Linked DNA regions of Mus musculus: region 1 is linked to region 2. A link is a contact called in public Hi-C data. All regions are on one chromosome and are shown on one strand. Each heading gives the region's core, a stretch centred on a gene start, on an enhancer-like site or on the middle of the called end of the contact. The rest is flanking DNA. Distances are from core to core; before and after follow the strand shown. Region 1 has its middle 47 kb from the start of Gm7538. Region 2 has its middle 30 kb from the start of Gm42015.

What was found. A called contact is a pair of places that touch in the nucleus more often than the background predicts.
Region 1: a contact with region 2 is called in a Hi-C map of muscle stem cells, with 3 times the contacts expected there. The contact joins two enhancer-like sites. A contact is called at or near these places in 1 of 484 Hi-C or Micro-C datasets (muscle stem cells), 1 of 115 datasets of contacts at active chromatin or transcription factors (embryonic stem cells) and 1 of 9 other capture datasets (embryonic stem cells).

The regions. Positions count from the first base shown.
Region 1 is chr5:119,245,557-119,248,982 of GRCm38.p6, reverse strand. No RefSeq gene overlaps it. Among named protein-coding and RNA genes, the nearest start is that of Gm7538, 47 kb to the right of the region's middle. Within about 2 kb of position 2,077, at least 25 of the 459 cell types and tissues checked have an H3K27ac peak or open chromatin away from gene starts, as enhancers often do. A contact at or near this core is called in muscle stem cells, where this site is marked.
Region 2 is chr5:118,811,235-118,814,933 of GRCm38.p6, reverse strand. No RefSeq gene overlaps it. Among named protein-coding and RNA genes, the nearest start is that of Gm42015, 30 kb to the left of the region's middle. Within about 2 kb of position 1,868, at least 21 of the 459 cell types and tissues checked have an H3K27ac peak or open chromatin away from gene starts, as enhancers often do. A contact at or near this core is called in muscle stem cells, where this site is marked.

The DNA.
Region 1 (3,426 bases), core at 828-3,327, 430 kb before region 2:
GCTTTCTCTCCTGAGTGTCATCTTGGTGTATCCCTCACAGCCCTTCCTCTTGTGGATGACGGTCCATGCCCTGGGAAGAGTGTGGAGGGAGCAGTGGGTGGATGATGCTCAACCTCACTAGGAACTTTAGGCATCCCATCCTCCAGCTGTGCCTTCTCCCCTGACACGGATGGGTGGGGCTGTTGGGAGTGGAGTTGGGATGCTGGCTGCAGAGAAAACCTTCACTCTGAGCTTTGGACTCCGTGCACTGCTCTGGCTCCACTACCTGTGTCCGTTGTTGTTTGTTTGTTTGTTTGCTTGCTTGCTTTGTTTTATTTTGTTTTCTGAGCCATCTAGTCTTCACGGTGACAGCCACAATCAGGGCTGACTCTATCTCTAGTTTACTTTGTGTGTGTGTGTGTGTGTGTGTGTTTACATGTCTCCTGTGTCTCCTCCATGTAGAGACAAGAGAGCAGCTTCAGATATCATTCCTCAGAAGTCATCCACCTTGATTTTATTGGAGGTGGGGGTTAGGGTCTCCCACTGACCTGGAACTCACCAATAAGTAGAGATTGGCTGGCCAGGAATCTACCCGTCTCCACCTCCCTGATGCTGGGATTACAAGCCTGTGTGACTGTGCCTGATTTTGTTTTTACATGAACTCTGTGGGCTGAACTCGGGTGGCAGTGCTTGTAATGCAAGTGTTTTCTGATGGAGCTGTCTCCCTCACACCTCCTTTTTTTGCCTATAACTTGCTGTCCTACTGAGACCCAAGTGCTACCTGTCCACCCTGGGTGACAAATCTAAGCCAGGATTTAAAAATTATGTTTTTGTGCTCTGTGGGGGGGGGCGCGATATGGTGTATGTATGTATGTATGTATGTATGTATGTATGTATGTATGTATGTATGGTATATATGTGGTGTATGTGTGGTGTGTGGTGTGTCTATGTGTGTGGTGTGCATATGTGTATGTGGTGTGTTTGGTATGTCTATGTGTGTGTATGTATTTGTGTATTGTATGTGTGGTATATTTATGGTATGAGGTGTATCTGTGTGTGTGTATGTGAGTGTGTGGTATGTGTGTGTGTGTATATGGTATATGTGTGTGATATGTCTATGTGTATGGTGCGTGTATGTGCTCTGGCCAAGGTTCAAGAACAGAAGTCAGAAGACAACATAGGACAGTCAGTTCTCACTTTTTATCAAGTAATCAAGTAGGTCCTGGGAATTGAACTTAGTTCATCCGGCTTGATCACAAGCCTCTTTATCTACTGAGCCAACTAGCTCGTCCTTGGCCATGTGTGTTTGTTTGTCTTAATCATGACACCAAGAAAAATAACTCTCCTCTCTAGGAACCTGTCATTTCAGAGCTCCCCTCTGCCATGTGGGTGATGCCTCTTTCAAGTCTGGGTGGGCAGCATCTAGTTGGTCCCTCTGCTCACCATAGCGCTCAAACCAGGGAAGCTAGGTAGAAATCATACGTTAAAAAGGTTGTGGATCTGCTTAGATTAAAAACGAGGGTGAATTTATGTCCTAGTCGATCAAGAGACTGTGTGACCTTGGACGGAAATCGCTGCCTCATGTAGACTTTCTTTTTTTTTTTTTTTTCATCATGTAGACTTTCAACTGAACTCCGAGAAGAACTTCCGGTGAGTGGGAAGAAACACCGAGCCTCTCTGTGGAGCACTCTAGAACATTATCGGATGAGGTTAAATCGGGGTGCTGGTGGAAACAAGGGGATAACAGTATGGAGAACTCCCCTCCGTGTCCGCAGGCCCCAGAAATCCCTCTGAAGCTCCAGGCAGAAGCTGCTGGCCCTCCTACCCACTCCCTCCCACTTTTTCTTCGCAGCTGTCTCTGTGTTTCAGAGTCCACATCTCTGCCAGGGACTCTATTTTGGGATTTGTGGGAACCAGCAGCTTTTAGCAAATAGGAAGTCCCAGTGAGCTGGTCCCCCGTCCTGCCCCCCTCCCCCTCCCGGTCTCCCAGTCCACTTGGAGGGCAGAAGAGGAACAAACAGGCTGTCCTAAGCTTAGCCCTCAGGGCATGTGCGAGCTGGAGGGTGCCCAGCCTGGTCCCAGAGAGTCCTCATAGCTGGCGGACCGAATCCCTGACTACTCTGCCACCGTAAGGCAGGGCGGTGCCCAGCGGACCAATCGGGGGCTGCATATTCCCCAGGGAGCTGGGTTTTTCTCTGCAAATTACTACCAAGTTCCTGCCACATCCAGTCTCTGCACAGAGGCGGGTGGCAGGCTAGGTCCCGACACTCCAAGAAACACACCAGCCAAGTGCCATAGCGGTGAGAGACCCTGTCCTTAGGATCAGGACACAGGGGCTTTAAGTGGAGTGGCTCAGGAGCCTTAGGTATGTACATGGCTGGGTTAACATGCAGGTGGGTGTCACACTCTCCAGTGGTGTGGTTATGTGTCAATGTGGATTCGTGTGACATGTGGATTTTTCGATCTCCTATGCGCAGCTAGCTGTCTCAGAGGGTGCACGGGTGACCCGCCTGTATTTTCACAGTGACCCAGATGCTTATGCGTCTTTTCACTGTGTTATGAGGAATACCTTTTAATTTGGCCCAACCAATTTGTGGGTCATTGTGTAAATCCAGAAAAAAGACAGGTAAGATAGTAAAGGCCTGTGAGTTCAACACTCAGGAGGCTAAGGCAGGAGGATCAGGCATTGGAAGATTAGCCTGGGCTATGTAGCGAGACTCTGTGTCCAAAAGGGGGAAAAAAAACAAGAAACATATGTATATATGTATATATGTATATATGTATATATGTATATATGTATATATGTATATATGTATATATGTATATATGTATATATGTATATATGTATATATGTATATATGTATATATGTATATATGTATATATGTATATATGTATATATGTATATATGTATATATGTATATATGTATATATGTATATATGTATATATGTATATATGTATATATGTATATATGTATATATGTATATATGTATATATGTATATATGTATATATGTATATATGTATATATGTATATATGTATATATGTATATATGTATATATGTATATATGTATATATGTATATATGTATATATGTATATATGTATATATGTATATATGTATATATGTATATATGTATATATGTATATATGTATATATGTATATATGTATGTATGTATGTATGTATGTATGTATATATGTATATATGTATGTATGTATATATGTATGTATGTATGTATGTATGTATGTATATATGTATGTATGTATATATGTATATATGTATATATGTATATATGTATATATGTATGTATGTATGTATGTATATATGTATATATGTATGTATGTATATATGTATGTATGTATGTATGTATGTATATATGTATGTATGTATATATGTATATATGTATGTATGTATATATGTATGTATGTATATATGTATGTATATATGTA
Region 2 (3,699 bases), core at 619-3,118:
AGCCCAGTGCTTACATCAAGGAGGCAGGGGACAGTCCCACCTCCCAGAACTGCTGATGGAGGATGGGGTGACAATGTATATTGAATGTGAGCCACAATGTCTATCAGGCAATTAATGATGAAAATGGGGGGGGGGGCGCTGTGGGGACTGGAAGCACCCTGTGCTCTCTGCCCCATCTGCCATGAAGTAAATTGCTCCCCTCTTTTCCTGTCTTGCCTTCACCATGGCACTCTGCCCACATGTGGGTATCCCCGAGACTACAGTCTACAAAATCCCAAAGAAGCCTATCCTCTACTGGATTAATTCTCTCAGGTGTGTTAGCCACAGCCATGTGTGAACTAACTAACGAAGCCCTCTCCATGTGTCAGCAGGTGTATTACTCCTTATGGGTCAGTGTCTTAGCTGGGAGGAGACAGTCTCAAACCAGACCAGGAGTGTATGTGGGGGAGAGACAGGGATGGACCAGCCCACGGAGTCAGTACAGCTTGGGGTCTTCCCACTCCGGGACCTGAAGGACACAGGACAGAGCCCAGTCTGTAAGGGCTCTGACCTTCAGCTGAGGAATGCATGTCCCCTCCCACCCCCACCCCCATCCCCATCCCCACATGCAGACTCCTCCCTCCCCTTCATCATCCATGCCCTGGTAGCTAATGCTACCAGAAAGCCAGCAGGGGGCAGGGTTTGTCCACGAAGTGACAGAGCACATCCCGGCGCAGGGGCAAGATGGACAAACCTATACACTGGATTTTTCAGGGACATGTGGAAGATACTGCCTTGTTACTTAGACCAGCCGGATGGTGTCAGCTGCTGGGGGATATCCTGGCTTCTACTTGGCCCCAAGAGCATGGTCACCTGTGGCAATGTGAAGAGTCGGGTACAAGAACACACGAGCAGCCCCTGCTGTATACCTATGACATCCCAGATTCTAAGTGGAACGGCACATGGGTCCTATCTACGCAGGCCACTGGAAGCATAGAGAACACAGAGAGGCAATGTCCAGGTCCTCACAACAAAGACTTACAAGGGCAATGACCTTGGGTGGGGAGAGAGGGCTGCTCAGCTGAGATAGGAAGGGAGGCAGGAGACATTTAGAGATCTGTGGGCAGAGAAGACTGGGGAATATGCGGGGTGGGGGTTGGGAAGGCAGTGATGTCTCAGTCAGTAAAGCTCTGGCCTTGCAAGGATGAGGGCCTGAGTTCAGATTCTCAGAGCTCACATAAAAATCTAGGGTTGGAGGGGAACCCACATAGGCTTGTAATCCCATTGACAGGGGAAATGGGGAGGCAGAGCTAATCTGGGAAACGTAGGGATGTTCCTGGCCAATGGGAGACCCTATTCCAAATGAAAGGGGGAAGGCACCAGGATGTTACTGGCCAATGAGAGACCCTATTCCAAATGAAAGGGGGAAGGTACCAGAGAATGACACTGGGAAGTTTCAGTTGTCCTCTGAGTTCCACATGCAGAAACGAATGTGTACTTGTACACACACACACACACACACACACACACACACACACACTGAGCGCTCACACCCTCCTCTCTCTGAAAGGAATGCTCAAGTGTTAGATGACGTTGCTGGGAAGAGAAAAGCTAGGTCAGGTCACACAGGGCCTCCTTGACCATAGAGATACAAACCTGGACAAGCGCCCAAGAGCCACAGTAAACTGAGGACATGGTTAGGCAGGTGAGTGGCATGGTCCCCCAGCAAGGTGTGTCTGGAGAGCCCTGTTATGACCGAGTGTTGGGGAAAGAGCCTGGGAAGCATGAGACGGGGCTCAGTGTGTTGGCTGGGGAGGAACCTAGCTTGGTCAGGAACCCGGGAGGAGAGGCAGAGCACTCTGCTATCTGATTCCTGCTGGCAAGAGTCTCTCTCCAGAAGCACATGTGTGCCCTGGCCTCAGGGTGGGGGAGGTCAGAATGACCCACGAACAGCTGAACATTCCTGCTTGCTCTGTTTCCAACTCAGAGATGGTTTCCAGGCTTCGGAAAGTGCCCTCCCTCTAGAAATCCACACCCCACCATCACCCCCCCCACACACACACACACATCCTACCATCACCCACACCCACACACACCCTGCCATTACTACCCCCATCTTACTTCCCCTTGCCCCACTAAGAGCTCAACCAAGCTGTCAAATGCAAGCCATCGGGGTTCCATTGGGGGTGGGTGGTGGGGTGGGGGGTGAAATCTGTCAGGCCTCCAAAGAAGACACATTGCAGCTTAGTCAGAGGACAGAAACGTGATCGGCCTTCCCAGGGCCAGCAGAACGGAAGGCAGGACTGACGAGCTGCCAGGTACAATTAGCCTAAGCCCCAGCAACAGGCTCTCTGCCTCATTCTTGTCAGCACCTTCCCTGGGCATCTGGCCTTGGTGCCTAGGCAGCCTGGTTCCTCCAGCTACTGACCTGGAAGAGCTTCCGAGAAGAGCAGCCTGCCGTTCTGTCCACATACGGCCACCGACATTCCCTCTGGAAACCCAACCAAATGAAAAGCCAGTACTGTGTTGCTAACATCCTTAAAGCGAGCACTATTAAGGACCAGGTCTGGAGTAACTGTTACAGTTTTAACCTCCTGGGGGCACACTTTGCAACAAACCGCTACTCCTTGTGGAATAACAACACACATCACCTGCTTTATACCCCCAGAGGCATGGTGGCATAGACCTTCATTTTCCAGATCCCACTGAGGACAAAGGTGGAAACAAAGTTCCCATTCTGTATCTTGAGACGAGAGAGACCCTTTGGTGCTGTGCGCTGCGCTAAGGATCTGCCCTCCCTGCAGACACAGCCATTCCAGGGACTAAGGATTCAAAGATCCAGATTCTGACTCACAATCCCAGGCTTTGACTCTACAAGTGTGACGTCATTCTTGCATTCGTGATGGGAAGAATAACAGGAATAAAACCCTGACCATGGAGGGCATGAAAGGCATTCTGGGAAAATATTGACGCCAGCAGGACCCAGCCTGTCTTTTGATGTGTTTCTCCAAGCCCACCTTTGACAACAAGCCCTCGGACTACAGAATATCCATAGAGCCCCCTGCTGGACACAGAACACTGAGGATGCTACCATAGTGAATGCTGAAAGAGACCAATGGTGACTGTCCAGGCAAAGCAGGTCTTGAGCTGGAGAAGCAGGTGACTCAGCTCTCATCGTGGAGAATCCATGATGTTCCACAACCTACAGGAGACTCCCTGGATTCTATTTAGCTCCATCCAGCCCTGAAATGAAGCTCACTACTCTATCTCCCTGTAACTGCTGCCATCCTTGGGGCACAGGTCTGCCCGCAGGAGACGGTCTCTTCAGGGAAAAGTTAGCCCTGTGCCTCTCACTCCAGGGTGAGTGGGGTAGGAACATGTCTCCAGGGCACTACAGAATCCAGAACTGGGGCTAGGCAAGGGCATGGTGTGTGAAGCCACACAAGCTTAAGGATTTGAGTTTGGAACCCCATCCCCAGTCATATCTGTGTGCATCTATAACCCCAGTAGAGACAGATGGACATCCAGAGCTCACTGGATGCCAGTTTAGCCAACCACACTAACCTTCAGGTTTGGTGAGAGACTCTGTCTCAACTAAATACAGCAGAAAGCAAAAATCCACACTGGCATTAACACAGACACACAGACACACACACACACCACCACCACCACCACCACCACCACCACCACCACCACCACCACACACACACACACAGAAAC